Regions from separate parts of the Larimichthys crocea genome. Here region 1 is linked to region 2. Evidence: chromatin contacts called from public Hi-C data. All regions are on one chromosome and are shown on one strand. Each heading gives the region's core, a stretch centred on a gene start, on an enhancer-like site or on the middle of the called end of the contact. The rest is flanking DNA. Distances are from core to core; before and after follow the strand shown.

Region 1 (2,700 bases), core at 38-2,537, 250 kb after region 2:
ATACTTTGGGGCTTTTATTGTGAAAATCTATATTAATTACCCGCTGCTCTGATTATTTCAGTTTAATTAGTTATAATTATCATTATGTCATTATCTAAGCGCTCTGTTTGTCTTGTCGTGGCCGGGCTGCAGCGCAGTTTGCCGGTCACACTGAGCGGAATGTGTCGGTACCTCGGTGCCGATGGGGAGCGGAGACATGTAACGTCCAGCGGCCGGTGAGTCCCTGCACAGCCCGCTGATCGGTCCTCTCTGTCGGCCTGTCTGTGGCGGTGTTCCTGCTGGATACCCGGCCGCTCCGGACGCATTGGATCAAACTCTCCCGGAGCTTTCAACAACTCCCCTCAGAACCAGCCTGCACTGCACGTCCACACGCTAGAACTCTAAAAGCCCAGTTTGACAGAATCCATCCGACATGTGTCCGCGTGTCTCCCGAGCAGCTGCGGGCGGAGGGTGGAGAGCGTCCCGGTCAGAGAAGACGTGATTCGGTGGTTTGGAGATGAGCTCCGGGCGGCGGAGAGGCGGCTCGACCCCGTCTGCTGCTGCAGGGAGGGAGGGACGGAGAGAGGGAGGTCCAAACACCATCAGAGGGAGAGAGAGAGCTCTGACAAACGGCCAGCTGTTTACAGCAGAACCGAACTCTCTCTAAGAATCGGACCGGCTCCAGGTCCCTGCAAGTGAAGGTGGACCGGGTCCCTGTAAACCAGCAGAGTCCTCCATGTGCAGTCACTGATGCTGGAGGAGACACGTTACATGTAATCTGATGGAAACTGGTGTAAAGACAGAGAGCACTGGTTCCCAAAGTGTGGGTCGGGACCCCCCGGCGGGTCGCAAGATGGTTTTCAGAAATCCAATAAAATGTAAAAACTTTTAAAATGACATATTTGAAATATTTGATAAAAGTAGTTCCACTGTGGATAAAAGCCTCCTGACTCCTGATGTGACCACAGATCAACATGAGGTGAACGGGTTCTGCTGGTTTTCATAGATCTAAACATGAACCAGGACCTTTAGGAGTCAGGACGGGCCCAGCTGGTCCAACATCCTCAGACCATGGAACAGCACCATGCAAAAGGTTCAATATGATCAAGGACAAACTGACTTTAAGAAGACCTGGGGACGGATTCTTTGTACGTAGGACGTGTGGACACTCTGTAGACATGTTGTATGTTGTGTCTGTGTATGAATAAACACAAACTCTAAAGATCATCTGACCAACACGTGACGAGCTCTGTCTGTCTCTGACTCAAACACAGAAATATGAATAAACACCTGAGCCAGGTGACATGAAGCACACCTGTCTGCCTCTCAGACTGTTTGTTCAGCTGTTAAACTATAAATGACTTTTATGAAATATTCAAATAAATGTTTCAGTATTTTACAGTTTTATGTGTTTTTAGCCAATCAGATGACTGCACATCCTGACATCATCGACTCTGACATCATCGACTCTGACATCATCGACTCTGACATCATCGACATCATCGACTTTGACATCATCGACTCTGACATCATCGACTCTGACATCATCGACATCATCGACTCTGACATCATCGACTCGGACATTAAAAGAACAACAGGAAGGAAGCTGGACTGAAAACTTCCTGTTCATGAACTGTTTCCACAGCGCTAGTTTAATGTCAGGACTGAACCTGTCTGAGTCTGAGACCGTTAAGACCACAAAAGACTCTTAAGATTTATCATTTTAGTCTTTATTTTGTTCAAGTCCCTGCAGACTGTCTAAAACCTGGACGTAGTCTCCGTGACGTCCCCACAGACTGTCTAAAACCTGGACATGGTCTCTGTGATGTCCCTGCAGACTGTCTAAAACCTGGACGTAGTCTCAGTGACGTCCCCGCAGACTGTCTAAAACCTGGACGTAGTCTCCGTGACGTCCCCGCAGACTGTCTAAAACCTGGACAGACTGTCTAAAACCTGGACGTAGTCTCCGTGACGTCCTTGCAGACTGTCTAAAACCTGGACGTAGTCTCAGAGACGTCTCCAAAGTGTTCAGACTTCCTTCCTCTGGTGTGTTTCAGCATTACCTGAATAAAGTTTTGGATTCTTCAGGTTTGTTGGAAACATTTGGCGTTTGTAGTTATTTACACACACACACACACACACACACACACACACACACACAAAGACACATTCTTGACCACATCTGTTCCTTCTATGCAACCAGTTTACCAGTCTGGACCAGTCGGAGCTTTATACTGGACAAACACAACCCGGGGTAAACACACACACACACACACACACACACACAGTGATGGAATGCATACACAAACAGAAGCAGATGAACACTAAAAAATATAGACACACACACACACTCGTGCACATGCACACACAGAGGGTAAACAGTGCTGTGAGCTGGCACCGGTCCTGACAGTGTTATTCCAAACTCAGACATTCCTCAACTCACTTTCCTCCCGACAATTACCCTCCAAACTGTGTGTGTGTGTTACTGTGTATGTGTGTGTGTGTGTGTATGTGTGTGTGCGTGTGTGTGTGTGTGTGCGTGTGTGTATCTGTGTGCGTGTGTGTATCTGTGTGTGTGTGTTTTTAGTGTGTCAGAACTCAAACAATAAACTAAAAATGGAGGACCAAAAACTCTCGTGTTCTACGAGTCTGGTGCCTTTGCAGAGTTCAACATCTTCATATAAACATGTCAATGGCATTATTATTCTCTACTCTAACAAT
Region 2 (2,700 bases), core at 61-2,560:
GTGGCAGAGGATCAGTCTGCTGTCAGACTAAAACATGTCTGAGTGTTGATCTGCTGTCGCTGGGTGGAGGGACGTTTCACCACCGCCACACATTCCTGCACCAGCAGCTGGTGTCAGAGTGACAGGAGGCAGCTGATGATGTTTGGTCCGACTCAAAGATGATCAATTACCAAATACACATCCATTCATCAGGAATCAAAGGCCCCGTTCACACCTGGTTATTTTCATGTGTACGGGGTGATCTGATCACCTGCAGGACCACGAGCCACTTATCACATGTGACTTCTGATTTACATATATGCAAATAACAAACAAACACATCGGTGCAAGCTGCAGAGACCAAACAGCACCGGGACGAACTTCAGGTTTAACATCTGATGAATTTACAAAAAGATCCAAATCATTCAGAATTTAAACTTTATTTTAAGACTGACAGATTTTCTGATGAAGTCTGATGATTCCCTGCAACCAACAAGTCGACTCCGATCATTACTGTTTACTGCGTTTGGAAAAATTCAACCATCAAGAAAATGTTTAAATGTCCAACAGCTGACAGACACAAACATGTAGAGCCTGGTACAGAGGAAGGTGGACATTTGGACATTTGGACATGGGGACTTATGGAGACTGACTCAGGTGGACGTTAGAGGAACTGCAGCATCAGAGGTCACCACATGTTTTAGACACACCGTCACCATGGCAACGGGAGAGAGGTGGAGACGCATGCGCACACACACACGCACGCACAGCACGCACAACAACACCTTTATAAACTCCTGAGGGCAGAGAGGACACTGGATACACACACACACACACACACACACACACACACACACACACAAACAGAAACTTTACGGAAAGTTTCGGTAACAAACAACAACTCAAACAAACCGGAGATAAGGTGCAAAAGACGTGAGCGTGACGTCATCACCGTCTCTGTGATGATCATTAACTCACCTGCTGCTGGATGACGTCATTTCAGGAAACGGGACGAAGGAAAACACGTCCAAAGAAAATCCACTTCCGGTGTCTCAGGTGAGGTTTTACCTGTGATGAGCGAGCTGACTAATGTTCAGTGTGCAGCGGAGAGAAAACGAGCCAGCGACTGGAAGAGCAGCACGAAACCTACCTGCAGCAGGTAGTTTACAAGCCACGCCCCCGCGGAACCTGCGCCTGCGCGCGCATACACACACACACCTGCAGCTGCTCACCTGTCTCAGCGTTCCTCCTCCTCCGGTGTGTCCTGGATCGCCTCAAACAAACACTCCGATAACTTTTATTTTGTTAGATCACTCCGCACAGGTGTGCAAAGGTGTGCTCGTGAAGGACAGGTAGAGGTGGATTTCAGAACGGGACGCGGCCCTGCTGGCCCCTCCTTGGCAGTCATCAAACCATAAACACATAAAAAGTTCACATGAGAGTCATAAACATCCAAATATTCTGTTTCATGCCTTTCAAAATAAAGTTACGGACAATAAAATACTACCAAAATAAAACAAGATGATAAAGAGTGAAAGTTAAACTAGGAACATTAATAAAATGTCTATATATCTCTACGTTTCCATCATAAAGTCTGTAAATCACCTCGGTGTAACGTTATTACATGAACCGTTCAGCAATCACAAACACATACAGGCCAATAAATATTTATAAATGTGTTGATACGGTGAAAGAAAAGTTGAATAACGTAAATATAAAAGTTATTTTAGGCCATTCTGAAAATGTGACGCATGTAAGAAGATTAAAACTGGATAAAAATAGAGATGCCAAATATAAAAACACAAAACCAACATAAGTGACATGTGTCAGCAAACCCTTTAGAGATTCGACTCTGGTGGGACTCGAACCCACAACCTTTGAATCACTTCTTCAGGTGTTTAACTAGAAGTCCAACGCGCTATCCATTGCGCCACAGAGCCTCACAGACAGAGAGACAGACAGACCCGTCTCTGTTGGTAAATGGACCTGGAGCGTTCATTTCAACTCGTACCAGCGCAGGACGAGTCTCTAAGACTCTCTAAGACTGGGAGACTCATCATGACTCTACATGTGAGCTGTGAAACCATGTCAATGTGCCCTGATGTCAAAGTGATGTGGCTCTGTGGCGCAATCGCAGACTCAAGTGGGACTCGAAATCACAACCTTTGAATAACTTCTTCCAGGTGTTTATAACTTTACTAGATTCAGGATCAGACAGTCTGATATGAGTTCTTACTTTATTTTTTTCCCCTGCCCCTCACCTGGATACCTTTAAAGATCAACTCTGGTGAGACTCAAACCCACAACCTTTGTATTTTATCAATCATGCTTTACTTGAAGTCCAACGCGCTATCCATTGCGCCACAGAGCCACACATCAGCTACTCTGTGCAGTACAGTGAGCTGAAGATTTTTATAACTATCTCTGTGGAGCCTATGAAGTCATCATGTCAGTTCTGTGCTACGTGGCTCTGTGGCACAATGGATAGCGCATTGGACTTCTAGTTAAACACAGGAAGAAGTGATTCAAAGGTTGTGAGTTTGAGTCCCACCAGAGTCGATCTTTAAACAGGAAAACAAAGCTGATGTCACACATCTGAAATGACACTTGCTCTTTGCGTGGAAAATCAATCAATCCAACCTCGAGTAGATAAAATACATATTGATATAAAGTCTAACTTCACATGGTTTGAACCCAGCTGTACTTAATGTTTCTTTCTGC

Evidence for each region. A called contact is a pair of places that touch in the nucleus more often than the background predicts.
Region 1: a contact with region 2 is called in a Hi-C map of muscle, with 14 times the contacts expected there. The contact joins the promoter of LOC113745994 here to the promoter of LOC113745993 in region 2. A contact is called at or near these places in 4 of 7 Hi-C or Micro-C datasets (all in muscle).

The regions. Positions count from the first base shown.
Region 1 is chrVII:28,690,511-28,693,210 of L_crocea_2.0, forward strand. LOC113745994 (putative protein TPRXL) reads right to left here and starts at 1,288. Exons shown (of 3, transcript XM_027280028.1): 1 at 172-1,288.
Region 2 is chrVII:28,445,322-28,448,021 of L_crocea_2.0, forward strand. LOC113745993 (nesprin-2) reads right to left here and starts at 1,311. Exons shown (of 13, transcript XM_027280024.1): 1 at 1,212-1,311. trnar-ucu (transfer RNA arginine (anticodon UCU)) reads right to left here and starts at 1,919; the gene lies at 1,827-1,919.